Regions from separate parts of the Mus musculus genome. Here all the other regions are linked to region 3. The links are chromatin contacts, called in public HiChIP or PLAC-seq maps. All regions are on one chromosome and are shown on one strand. The core of a region is the stretch at or near the end of the contact, and the rest is flanking DNA. Distances in the headings are between cores, read along the strand shown. Region 1 overlaps Asap1 (ArfGAP with SH3 domain, ankyrin repeat and PH domain1). Region 2 overlaps Asap1 (ArfGAP with SH3 domain, ankyrin repeat and PH domain1). Region 3 overlaps Gm30632 (a long non-coding RNA gene).

Region 1 (4,343 bases), core at 1,211-3,710, 300 kb after region 3:
GGGCATGATCCGTGCCATGATGGACTCACGGCAGAGGTCAGTCTGAGAGGCCAGGGCAGGGTACCCAGCCTTGACTCTTGTACCAGAGGAGACTCACCAGAGGAAGGGATATCTTATCTTGGGCTCAGATTAGAGGTAGTGGAGAACCTCTCTTTCGAGAAGGTAAGAGGTGTTGTAGCTAAGGCTGCTGAGGCGAGGGGATTTTAACAACCCTGGAAGGACAGCAGGGCTTTAACCTCAGAGCAACAGAAAAGCAAGCCCCTTAGAATTTAAACCAGGGATTGGCATGTTCTACTTTGCTTTGTAGACATACTGTTCTAACTATAGCATGGAGAATGAGTTGAAAAGATCGACATAATGTGAAAGGTAACATGCTTCCAGGAGTGCCTAACCCTTTGGCATCACTGCAGAACATTGCTGTCTACAGAGCTCACACTTAGAACAGCACAGTCGAGTTGTCAGGGGAAAAACAAGATAATGTAATGTGATGTTTTAAGTAAATTTATGTAAGAAATGCTTAGCTCATAGCTGCTTTCCTAGAAAAGAAATTATGTTTGGTCCTTGAAAAGGAGGTCTTTTCGGAGCATAGGGTCCCCAGTGAAGGAGCTAGAGAAAGTACCCAAGTAGCTGAAGGAGTTTGCAGCCCCATAGGAGGAACAACGATATGAACTGACCAGTACCCCCAGAACTTCCTGGGACTAAATCAAAGAAAACACATGGTGGGACTCATGGCTCCAGCTGCATATGTAGCAGAGAATGGCCTAGTCGGCCATCAATGGGAGGAGTGGCCCTTAGTCCTGTGAAGGTTCTATGCCCCAGTGTAGGGGAATGCCAGGGCCAGGAAGCGGGAGTGAGTGGGTTGGTGAGCAGAGGGAGGTGGGAGGGGATAGGGGATTTTTGGAGGGGAGACTAGGAAAGGGGATAACATTTGAAATGTAAATAGAGAAAATAATAAAAAAGACAAGGAGGTATTTTTCTGTCATTTGGGGTCTTCCTACTAGTCAAAACATTGATGAATGCAGCTGTCTGCATTAGGTTCTCATGGCTGCCAGGCCCTGGGTTGTAAAGCACCGGTTTGGGTATGCATAGCCATCTATACCAGCAGTTCTCAACCTGAGGGTCACAACCCCCTATGGCTCATGCATTGTATATCCTGAATATCAAATATTTATGTTACAATTCATAACAGTAGCAAAATTGCTGTTATGAAGTAGCAACAAAATAATATTATGGTTGGGGGTCACCTTAACATGAGGAGGCACTGTATTAAATGGCTACAGCACTGGGAAGGTTGAGAACCGTTGACCTGTACTCATTCACCAGCTCTCTGACATTTATTTAAGGGCCCAGCATCCTTACAACAAAGTGATGGCTTAAGAAACCTCACATTTTAGCAGTGATGTCATAGCCATGCAGAAATAGGAATATTTGCTTACTCTCCCACATGTCTCAGTTCCTAGTTCAGTGGTTCTTTGAATTATCTAATCAGTGTCCTCATTGGCCCATTTAGCTAACTGTACAGTCTGCCATTTTTCCCAGTTATACTTTCCCAGTTAGTCTTTGTCAGCCGCAGTTAGATGATTGGGTAACAAGTGCCAGCTACCTAAGTCAAGGCTCATCTTGAGTGTGCCCTCTCTTCATGTTGATTACGGGTTCCTCCAGAAAGAACGTGTGTGTGCTGTCTTGCAGCTCTCTTTGAGTTTTATCTCTTTATAGTGGGCCCAGAACCTAAATTCACCTCTACATGCAACTTAATGGATGCAACTGAGCAGCAGAACTGGGAACTTGTAGAGGATAGTTTGACTGTGTTAGCAGGTTACCCGCAGTTTATCTATAGATTATAGCCCAGCAGCTAGGACCCAGAGGAGCTCTGCTACATGGCCCCAGTCATTTCACCAGTAACAGGAGCAGTCACACTGAGTGGGCTGTAGATGAGAAAGAATGGGTGTTTTCAAATCTAGCACATAGGTGAGAATAGTAGTAGCCATTTCTATAGATAATTGCTCTTTCTTTCTCTACGGTAGTTTTTTAGGTGGAATGTGTTTGCTCACAGATGGCTGTCATCATTTACACTGTGTCAGTCCCTTGAGATTTTTAGGTCCAGGGGTGGCTGGGGGGTGGGGGGAGCAGTCTTTGTTTCTATCCTCCCGAGTGACAGGTACGAATTCTTAGTGTTTTCTCTAACCTAGTCAGTTAACCTTGAAAGGTACTGTACTGTACAGTATGGTGGGATAGTAAGAGCCAGAGGCTAGGGGAAGGACTTCAGCCCGAGACAGTTACAGGGGCCTGGGGCAAAGGGAGGTTGTGAGTATGTGAGAGCAAAGTTTAGCCGCCTGGGAAATGTCACAGTTTTTCTTCTTAAACTGATTGTGTAGTCAGTCACTCGGTGTTAAGCCCGGATATGCGTGATTCAAACAGACAAACAACAGGGGCAGTGTTGGGGGAGCCAGAATGAATCAGGTCTGTGCTGCTTCCTAGGTAGGCCAGCTGAGCTGAGCTGTCATAGGACTGATAACAACTAGCTGCATCTCAGCCCACAACAAAAGAGATGTAGCAGCAACAGCGGGGAGAAGGAAAAGTAGGATGTTGAGACAGCAGTTTGAAAGCACAGGCATGCACATCTCTGTTCCCATCCCAGCCAACTCTCTGAGAACTTTGCTGAGTAAAATGAATAGTGGGTTGGATATTAGGTGTCCTGTTCTCTTCCCTTGCTTCTACTCAGAAAGATTGTCACAGGGATCAGGATAACTGTTACGAATAGAATCGCCCAGGGACATACTCCACTTTATCTGGACCTCTACCAGGTAAACCTCTACTTCTAAGAGCCTTCTTCCTTGTGACTCCAAGGAAGCAGGAAGAAGTTGGTATTGGCAGGTCTGCGTTTCTGCAAAGCAGTGAGTAATGCTCTAGCAGGTTTGAAGAATGTTCAGCTTCCAGTAAAGTCTACAAGGCTGGGATTTCAGATGGCAACAGTGTGGCATATTCTCTCTCTCTCTCTCTCTCTCTCTCTCTCTCTCTCTCTCATACACACACAGAGGAATCTAACAATCTCTTTGATTGGATGGATTTTTTTTCTATTTAATATGTGCTAGTTTCTAAACTTAGTAAATTTATCTTTAAAGTGTAGCACAGTGTGAGTTTGGTGCACAAATGTTCCTGATACTTCCATGAAATATGGTTAATGGAATTATTATGATTATGATTATTATATATACACATAAACACATATATTCTCTTATCTATCTATCTATCTATCTATCTATAGTGCCATCTTTCACAGTGTTTTTAGAGGCCTTTTTGAAACCAGTGGCCACAGAATTAGAGCCTTACATGAATTCTATCTTGTGGTGGTCATTTGTAGCTTGGTACAAAGCCTATTGAGTAGTTAGCCTTCCCATGGCTAATGTGTAGCTGACCCCTCTGCTAATTGTGTGTTTGTTTTTTTTGCCAGATATTTTATAACATGAACTTCATAGTAACTGTTTTTGTCATCCTTGTCTTACCATTGTAAAAAGGCTCTTTCAGGTGCTAACCTCTGCCCACACTCTTGAGAATTGACCTTGCTCATCCTTTTAACTTCTAGCGTTTCATCCATGATCATTTAATAGCTTCTGTTCTCTCCCCAGTTAAACCAAGGAACCACTTGTAATTTGTCTCAGTAATTAGAATGTGACTTTAAGTAACTTGTGGAGTTGGCCTTTATCTGACTGAACACTTGTTTGGGTAATTTTCTGTTCCATCGACCAAAATTCTGTTCTATCAAATGAAATTTCTGTGGCAGTTGTTCTTTCCACAGCAGAATCAAAGCAGTGGCCCCAAAATAGAGGAGAACTTAGACTTGTCTTCTGTCACCTTCCCAAGCCCCACATGAAGGCTGCTGCTGCTATCTGTGCATATACTGAGTTACGTGTCACCACACAGCTGAGAAGCTGAGGAGTAGAACCTGACCTGTCCAGCTCGTCTTGCCTTGTATCACACTTGATGCTTGTATGTGATGCATGGCCAAGGATGGTGTTTAGGGACACTTCATTGTATGATACAGAGGAGGTAACTGGGACATTACTGCATGCTTTATAGTGGTACTCTGAAAATCTTGTGAGCCTGTTGACAATTAGTTCCAAGTCACAGAACTGTCACATGGGCAAAAGCCAGTTCATTATGGCTATGGACTAATGTTATCCTCACTGTTGATGACTGATGGAGGGACGACTTTAGTTACAGTAACAGTGTGTGTGTTATACATATATATGTATATGCATGTATATGAATGAAGTGTTGCTTTTTTTCATTTCATTTAATCGTCTGCAAAATGCCTACATCTCGTTCACTGTGATTGAGGCATG
Region 2 (4,567 bases), core at 1,468-3,967, 320 kb after region 3:
TTAAAAATACTCGGAGAGAACAGATCGTCCGTGATGCCTCTAACCCAACTATTTTTAGTTACGATTTTTAAGTCTTTCTTTTTTCTAGTTTTAAACAGTGGCCTTTGCCTTCTTGCTTTATACTGTTTTATGGGTTTGCAGTCTTCTGTTAGTTTTTCGAGTAGCATAATATAACTGTATGGAACTGTTTGTCACTGTCCCAAACCATTTCTGTGTAATCTTCTCTCTGGAGATTGCCTAAATTTTGGCTAATAACCATCACTGTTCTAATTCACTTCTGAGTCATTAGCCTTTTTTTTTCCAACTGAGCAATTTCCTTGGCATGCATTCCCAGAAGGAAGATGCTAAGATAGGAATTGTGGAGTGCCAACTCTATGCTGCTATCTGATGCTGGCAGTTGCTTGGTCAGCAGTGTATGGCACAGCTGTCCGTAAGAACCATCGCTATAGAATGCTCCGCTCTCTAGTTGCTTTAGCCATCTCTGCGCTGGTGGCTCCTGAGTTTATCTAGACAGGCCTCACTCGATGTCCTTTTTAACAGACTCCACGTGAAGTACTACCAAGAAGGAAAGGTGGCAATCATAGCTGACTGTCCCGTGAAGGAAGGTGGAGGTACCGCTCTGACTCACTGCCTCATAAGAGTTAGGTCGAGGAAGCTCTTCACTGTATGTTCTCAACCATAGTTGAGACCCTAACTCCCGAGGTGGATGGCCTGGGCTTGATGCCCAGCTCCCCATTTACCTACTGTTTTGAGTTGAGTAAGCTGCTTAGCATTCTTCTTCAGAGAAATTGTCATCATATTCTGATTTTCCTTAGGCTTAAACTACTGGTGCTCTGGATATTCTGACCGTTTGATTCTTTCCTTGTGCTCTGGCTCTTTATTTTCTGAGGCCAGGTGGAACGCCCGTCTTCTCAGTCACCTTTGCCCTGCCCTGCCCAGCCAAGCAGGACGTGTAGAGCCTTCTGAGTAGTATAGTGTTGTTAGCACTTTGCTGTCTTCATGGCTTGGATGTGCACTAGCACTGCCTTGTCCTGCGTTTCAGGCAGGGAAGCATTTTACTTCCCATCTTGTGTTCATGTTCCAGGGACGGGTGATAAACATGTTAGTTAGCTTGAGTCGGTGCTTAGATTTCTGACATGAAGTGAGACAAGATAAAGTATGATATAATGAATCTCTGAGTAACTACAGGAGGACAGTTATTTTTGTAAAGTAGTTTGTACGATTGTTGTGCAAACTAAACAGATTGGCATGTTGAGAGGCAGTGCTTGGGCCAGGTCTTTAGAGATGGTGACAGGAGCCATACTGCCTCTCAGCTACTTGGCTACACCAGTACCATTTGTAGACTGATGAGTGAAGGCTGCGCCAATGTCTGTCTGGCCTGAGTGCCGGGGATCACAGGATCGTGGCTAGACCCTAGTGACGTGTTCCTCCCAGGTGAACTGTAAAAGAGGTGAAAGAGTGTCTGTGCTTTATCCCTCCCCTGCTCTCTCTGTGTGACATGCTGCCTGCTTACCATTTCTGATCTGAATCTGTAATGTTTCCAACTCTGATGTTTCAAGTCCCCTGTCTGGAGGTAGGCCGTTCATACACTTTCTTTGTTGGCCTTCATACCATGCCACGTTCCCATCATGGTTAAGAATTCTTTCCGCTTTCCAGTTATGCTGTTCCTTCTCATCAGTTCTCACAGGGTCTCTCATAACTGCCGCTGCCTTCAACACAGAGCAGCAGAGTGAGAAAAGCTCGCGTGGATCACATTTATCAGGACGTGACCTTAAGACAAGCCACTCAACACCTTTACACCTCAGATTCCTCCTCTGTGCAATAATTAAGAGTGCCTGCCTCCTTAGTGTTTCTCTGTGCCAAGCTCATAGGAAGCCCTCAAAATCAGTCATTGTAGTGAACCTCAAGGAGCTTACTAAAGAAGGTCAGCAGAACTAGCTAGGCTGTGTGCCTTGATCTTATTTTTTAATAATTCTTTGCCCTCATGGGTCAGTGTGCCTCACTTTATAGGGATGTGTAAGTTGTGCATGAGTTAAGGAAGGCCATTTCACTTAGCACGCCTGAGCTAGCAGAGGCTCAGATCAGCTCCCTCAGAAGGACAGCTGTTGGCTTTCCCACCTCCTGACCCACCTTCTTGTGGTCCCTTTCTTGTATTTATTTTTTCTTTGCTGTCTGACATGGACTTGTATCTGTTTCTTTTCTTTTCTTTTCTCTTCTTTTCTTTTCTTTGTTTCTTGCTCATAGTGGTGTTTCTTCCTCAGTAGTTGTTCAACACCAGTGGTGGCTTCTTGTGCATCACTTGTCCCACCCCTTCTTTCTAACTCCTGCAGTGGGACCTGATAGGCCAGCTTGTCCCGCTTCTGCAGCCAGATAGACATCTCTAGGTTGCTGGATCAGCCTGTCTCCCCTGGTGATTTTAGCAGTGCAGCTAGAGGAAAAAGTATAGCCCCTGGCTACCCTGGATCTCATCTTCAGCTTCAGAGTAATTGGAATCAAGCACTATACACAAGTAAATGATTTAGGAGCTATTCCTATTCACACATCTATCACTGGGGATAGGAGTCTTGTCCTTTGATTCCATGTTACGGAAAAGCAGAAATATTCGCAAGACAAGTGGGTAAGGGAAACTTGTTGTTTGTGGAGCTAGTTCTCCCTTGATACGAAGCAGATCTTTGTTTGGAATGTAGCAGTCTCTGGTGCGGTGAGTCAGGCCTTCCACTGGTTTGCATTTTTCATTAGTGTATCATTTAAGGAAATCCTGTGGTCAGGGCCTTGGAACAAGCCTGTGTTTATTCTTCTGCTAAAATAAAAAAAAAAAAAAAAAAGCAAAACACTTAATAATGTATCTGAAGATAAAGTTGTGTTTCTGGAGCTGTTTGCCTAAAATTTGGAAGGGGAACAGTTTTCAGTGCTTATTGTAAGTCTTTTCAGACTTTTTGATGTCCTTCATTCCAGTGTGGATCATAGAAAGTGGGACGTTCTTCTAGTTTAAATATTATAGATACTTGTAGAACTAGGGCTTCTGATTAACATCAGTGAGTTCCTTATTCAATAAAGGATTGATTTTTATCCTAAGTGTCTACTGAAAAGGACCACACCAACGTTTTGTTTAGTATATCTAACACCCCACATGTATTGTTTTATTTAGCAGCTCTAGAAAGAGTATAAAATACATTTTTCTTTACATGCTGAGTATTAAAAGAAAATCATGATGGTTTATAGTGCTTTGAAGTTACTCCTATTTGAATTTTTGAAAGAATACAGTTCATATGACCTTTTCTGGCTGCTAAGCATATTCATTTTACTCATCCTATAAGCATTTATTCTAGACATACAGTTATAAGAGTGTGTTAGTTACTAGGAATAGAGGTCAAGTGTCAGCAATTTCAGTTAAGATGAGATCCTGTGACTATACTCTTGGGCCCTTCAGGTCCCCCCTTATCGTTGACTTGGCGTCCTTCCATATGGGCAAACATCACCACATTAGGCTGGTTGGATTTAGGAACAGAAACTTGCTGTTAGCCCAGTCTGGCCTCACACTTACTGCACTCTTGCCTCAGGTTCTTTAAGAGCAGGAACTGCACATAAATTTCCCAGGGGCACTTGTACCTGGAGGGCTATCAGATTCCAACTTAACCACACCAAAGTCCATATGGCTCTCCCCACCCATGATCTCATCTCAACCTCTCTCACCGTTAGAGATCCCCCAGGCTCCTCCAAGCCTCCCACCATGTTCTTTCTCTAGTACTTTCCAAACTTGCCTCTGGAGCTTGTATCCTCCCAGAGGCCTGATTGGCCCATGTTTCCCAAGCACTTGGGGTTATCTCAGGATCTGCCTTCCCATTTACTGAGCTTCTGAGGAACCAAATGCCCTCATAGGCCATTGGAGCCTGGAGTCACCTTCATATCCTCCTCATAGAAACCCCCATGAGTAAGAGGCAGCTCTCTGTTTAGTCTCTGTACTAGACTGTCAAACTCTGGACTTGGGCAAGTTGTTTATATTCTCAGGGCTTGGAGTTTTGCTTTTGGTTAAATAAATATGAAAATTAGGCTATATCATCCACATGTAGGGTTCTTCTAGCTCTATAGTACTATAAAAATGAGGCTAACCTTTGGCTTTTGGAAATTGGAGTTTTTCCATTTCAACTGAATCCTGGTTAACACAGAGGATAATGAGCTTCATTGAGTACAAAGACCAGCTGGCCAAAGCTCCTTGTCTAGGAGCTGCATAGTCCGAGTAGAGTGGCTTGATGAGGTGGGGGTAGCACAGAACATACACCTGCTGGAAAATCCCCTCAGAGGGGATAAGTCAACACCACACACTGCTCTGCTTTCCTTCCTCTGCTGGATAAATTATGACTAAGAGCTTTATTTGGCTTATGCTTTAAGGTTACGGTGCATCATTCAGAGAATTCAGGGTAAGAAATCTTGACAGAACACCATTTGCAGGCTCAGGGTTGTTTGTTTGTTTGTTTGTTTTATTTTTTGAGCTTTTTGAGACAGGGTTTCTCTTGTGTAGCCCTGGCTGGCTGTCCTGGAACTCACTCTGTAGACCAGGCTAGCCTCG
Region 3 (4,577 bases), core at 1,665-4,164:
TGCAGCTTGGTCTTCATATGGGTCTCCTAATAATTGGAGCGGGGTCTGTCTCTGACTCTATAACCTGCCTTTGGATCCATTTGCCCTATCTTGGCTGTTTTGTCTGGCCTCAGTAAGAAAAGATGTGCTTAGTTCTACTGTGATTTGATGTGACAGGGCAGGTTGATACCCATGAGGGACCTCCCCTTCTCCTCAGAGGGAGAAATGGGTGTGGGAGGTAATGATGAGACTGGGAGGAGAGGAGGGAGGGAGGGTAGTTGCATTCAAGATGTAAGGTGAATAAATAAATAATTTAAGGAAAAATAAAATAGAGAAGGAGGAGGAGGAGGAGGAGGAGGAGGGGGAGGAGGAGGAGGAGGAGGAAAGAAACAAATGCCCTCATAGATCAAGTTATAGGCAAGCCTGTAAGACATATTCTTAGTAGGCAGTTTATGCAGGAAGCCCTAGCCTATTTGTGGATGGTACCATTCCTGAGCTGATGGTCCTGGGTTCTATAAGAAAACAGGCTGAGCAAGTCAGTAAGCAGCACCCCACCCCTACTGGTCGCTGTATCAGCTCCTGCTTCCTAGTACCTGCTCTGTTCTGTTCTTACTTCCTTTGATGCTAAACAGTGATGTAGAAGATAAACCGAAATAAACCCTTTCCTGGTCATGTTTCCAGTCATGATGTTTCTTGACAGCAATAGGAACCCTACCTAAGACAACTTCCCTGATTACACCACCTTTAACAAGAGTCCCAATCCAGTAAAACAGCCAGCCACAGGGACTAGAAGATCTCGGTGGATGCTTTAAATTTGAGACTATTGAGATGGGATGGAGGAGATACTGTTTACTAGCTGAGACGAAAGAGAAAAGGATGGTCATGGGACAGTACAGAGCCAGGCATAAGGATGGAGATCTGCTCAGAACAGTGGGAATCTGGTCTATTGAGGAAGCCCCAGACAGACACAAGGTTGCCAAGAGGTGAGGAAAGGAACAGGGAAATGTTCTCTGAGCAGACAGCATAGATCGGTAAGTGGCAGTTTCTGTCTCTGCCCTCAGATGTCTGTACACATTAGACAGCCTTCGTCTGAAGAATGTGTGTTCAGAAAAACATGGCACATCATTTTTATTCTGTTTGAGCATGAATGAATTAAGCTTTAATGGCAACAATTACCATTAAATTGTGACAAAACACTTGACAGACTCAACGTTAGACAGAAAGGGTTTGTTTGGGCTCAGGTTCCGGGTGGAGTCAGGGGTCAGTTTGCGATTGTTGTGAAGCCATGGTGGATGAGGAAGCAGAGAAAGTCAATGCTGGTATTTGGTTGGTTGTCTCCTTTTCTCTTTTATTAGATCGAGGGACCTCTATCCCACAAGATTTTCTTTCTGTAAGTGAAAGAGTATGTCTCACAAATCTCAATCTGGTCCATTGACACAGAATACTAACAACCACAGACACCAACTGTCATTGTGAGAGTTCTGTGAAATAATACAAAAGCACTTAGCTGAGCAGCTGGCTCGACATAGGGTAGCTCTTATTTTTATATTGTATAACTATCCTATTGGTACTATGACAAATTATCACAATAATAATAATAATAATAATAATAATAATAATAATAGTCGCAGCTTAAAGCAATACACATCCATTGTCATATGTTTTACAAACTGGAAGTCTGGAATTCACATTATTGGACTAAAGGTATTAGCAAGATTGCCTTCTTCTGGAGGCTGTGAGCAGATAGAATTGATTTCTTTCCCCTCTGTAGTGTTTAGTATGTGTTTCTTGACTTGTATTCCACCATCTTCAAATCCCAGCACTCCAACCCCTGATCTCACCATCTTTCACCTCCTCCATATCACTCTTAGGAGGATTCTGTGATTACATTATCTGTAATCTACCTACATAATCTGTAAATCTTTAGGCTAATATTTGAAGTCTTTTTACCATCTATGTAAGTAACAGTTGCAGATCTGGTGGTTAGAAAACGAGTGAGGAAGGAGAACCATTATTGATCCAGCCATATAAATTAATAATAATGACAGGCAGGAAGTAGATAATAGAATGAGAAATCTGAGAAGTGCATTGGGAATGAGATTTGGTATGTATTAGGAGGGATAGCTAGTTCTACTTGTGAAGTTGAATTTCTGCCTGCCTGGGTCAATGTTTAAAAACCTCCAGCTAAAGTATTATCATGGCAGTTCCTTGATCCTTAAAAATGCTTCTCTGAGTAGTATGGTATTTGTCTTCCCAACATTATCTCAGCTTTCATACCTCCCTCACAGCCTAGCAGAGGCTTTGAGTGGCACTAGTCCTAGCTTCAGAGTGGGAAGAAAAATCAAGTGGTTATAGGGGTTGACCCAGAAGCAATCATATTAGCCTGAAGGGTCTAATCCAAGATGACAGAGGTAGGTCATGAGAAACCCTATACATGTGATATATGAAAGAAACCAGTCTAATGAGGAAGGCAACAAGCACCATAAAATGCTTCTAATTGTTTTAGTAATAGACCACAAAACTATATCTGAGTCCTGCTTTGGTCTTTTCCATTTTATGCTGCAATTCACTCTTCATTATGAAGCAACTGGGGTTCAGATCTTTCCTCCCTTCACACTTAAATCATCTTGAAGATGAGTAAGATTTCCTACATCTATTTGTAGACAAAGAAACTGGGGTTTAGTAAGAGAACAGACCTGTCAATATTGGAAAACCAGCTAGGAACATGAAAAGAATTCAACCTAGACCTCCGAGATACCATAGGCAGTTTTGGTTCACCAACAATGAATGATGGGTTGGAGCTGCTTAGTTCTTTTGCCCCTTCATTCTGACAGCACTGATGGATATGTGCAAAATATCAGGTGGACACAACTATAAAGAGAGCTGCATAGAGGGTAGAGACCATGTCTGCAACCCCCTCCCAGCATGGTGTATACAGGAGACATAAATCACCCAGAGACTGAGTCACCTCTTATGTAAATATCCTTCTTCCCAGGTTAGCTCTCCTTTGGAGATAATTGCTTGAGAAATATTGTCCCTTGGTTTCTCAGGAAAGCAATCTCAACTGCATTTTAATTCTCTCCAATCAAGATGCTATAATGAAAGCTCAAGAGGAGTAGGAACTAAATTGGCTTTAAAAAAAAAAGAGGGATCTAGTAAGTGCTATGAATTGCTCTAAATCAAATGCTCTGTTGTTTCATTTAATCACCATAACTCTTCGGGTGGTGCCATTATGTTAGATGGTCTCATGGGAAATTGAGGCCCTTCAGACTCAGGTCACTTAGCCTGCGCATGAGTGGATGAGCCCAAATCTGAATCACAGGCATGGATACTGAACACTGCGTACAATTTCCATCGCCTCACATGGCCTTCTCTAAAAATATCACTATGATCATTGTTCCTGGGATATTGCCTAATGCAGTGACCTCAGGAACATCAGGCAGGGCTGTCTAGGCCATCAAACAATAAGAGGAAACATGCCAAAGACACAACAGAGGACAATGAGCAGGCAGTCGATGTGGTGATCAGGTGAATTCACAAGGTAGAAACAAAAGCCCACTGGGTACGAAAGTAACTTGGGAACATCGTGGGGACCAGATGGTTTGATACACACCCCAAGGACAGCTGTGCTCCCAGATTCAGTAATTACCATGTTCTTAAAACAGAGGACAGTCACAAAAAAGACCAATGACTCATGCTTTGAAAAGCATATAAGTTTTTGTCTGGCCCCCCAGAGGCCACCAGGCTTTGACTCGAAAGCAGAAGCTGCTGCTTCTAGAAGTAGCAAGATAGAAAGGGCACCTTGCCACTGAATCTTCCCTCTGCCTCAGCAACGAGCTAGCAGCCCATACCAGAAAATAGTTCTGTAAATCAGCTAAAGTCATCTCATACCAGCTCCCTCAGCAAGTGATAATTATGATATAGGAACTAGAAAGAATGCTTGGTCATCTGGTTCCCTGCCTCCCTCCTCGGGTGAATGAGAAGCTGGCATGTATAAAATACTCAAAGGTATCATTAATGATAAAGTCTGCCATATGAGGTTGTTGCTGCCGGGTAAAAAGCCTAACAGCCCCCAGGGTCTCAAGAGACACTCAGTTCCTTAGCTACAGGGGAATAGCCAGATTATTCAGGACGGGAAAAAAAGAAAAAAGAAATTCCATCTTGGAGGATGTATACAGATCCAGAAATAAGACAAGGCAGAAGAGGGCCTCTAGCTTGGGGTGGACAGAGCTCTGGGACACAAACAGTGAATAAGAGAATGGGAAATAGACAGCAAAAGCCATGCTGGGACTAAAACAATATCTGAGCTTCATACATAAATGTATGAACAAGGTGGTAATGTTTTCAGAATGGATTTTCCAAGGCAATAGAAGATATATGACGGGCGTGGTAGGTAGTGAATGATGACAATGTTGGTAGTTGCCATGGTGAGCTGCTGCTCCTGCTGCTGCCACTGCTACTGCTGGAGAGAGTATATGATGGTCATATAGCAGAAGTGTCTAGGATGGTCTGAGTGGTCGTGAAGGGATGGAATGGATGGCTGTGCCAGTAAAAACAGACATATATGTCCTGGTACTGGCTGATAAATGACTGGAGAT

What was found. HiChIP or PLAC-seq counts read pairs in DNA pulled down with a chosen protein or histone mark.
Region 1: a contact with region 3 is called in a FOXA1 HiChIP or PLAC-seq map of pancreatic cancer cells. The contact joins two enhancer-like sites. A contact is called at or near these places in 1 of 484 Hi-C or Micro-C datasets (uterus) and 2 of 115 datasets of contacts at active chromatin or transcription factors (fibro-adipogenic progenitors and pancreatic cancer cells).
Region 2: a FOXA1 HiChIP or PLAC-seq map of pancreatic cancer cells shows a contact between it and region 3. The contact joins two enhancer-like sites. A contact is called at or near these places in 4 of 115 datasets of contacts at active chromatin or transcription factors (cardiomyocytes, double positive thymocytes, fibro-adipogenic progenitors and 1 more).

The regions. Positions count from the first base shown.
Region 1 is chr15:64,244,703-64,249,045 of GRCm38.p6, reverse strand. The region is part of intron 3 of Asap1 (ArfGAP with SH3 domain, ankyrin repeat and PH domain1); the gene reads left to right. Among named protein-coding and RNA genes, the nearest start is that of 1700010G06Rik, 67 kb to the left of the region's middle. Within about 2 kb of position 2,460, at least 33 of the 459 cell types and tissues checked have an H3K27ac peak or open chromatin away from gene starts, as enhancers often do. A contact at or near this core is called in pancreatic cancer cells, where this site is marked.
Region 2 is chr15:64,221,736-64,226,302 of GRCm38.p6, reverse strand. The region is part of intron 3 of Asap1 (ArfGAP with SH3 domain, ankyrin repeat and PH domain1); the gene reads left to right. Among named protein-coding and RNA genes, the nearest start is that of 1700010G06Rik, 90 kb to the left of the region's middle. Within about 2 kb of position 2,717, at least 85 of the 459 cell types and tissues checked have an H3K27ac peak or open chromatin away from gene starts, as enhancers often do. A contact at or near this core is called in fibro-adipogenic progenitors and pancreatic cancer cells, where this site is marked.
Region 3 is chr15:64,541,443-64,546,019 of GRCm38.p6, reverse strand. All of the region lies in intron 1 of Gm30632 (a long non-coding RNA gene), which reads right to left. Among named protein-coding and RNA genes, the nearest start is that of Gm30632, 9.7 kb to the right of the region's middle. Within about 2 kb of position 2,914, at least 46 of the 459 cell types and tissues checked have an H3K27ac peak or open chromatin away from gene starts, as enhancers often do. A contact at or near this core is called in fibro-adipogenic progenitors and pancreatic cancer cells, where this site is marked.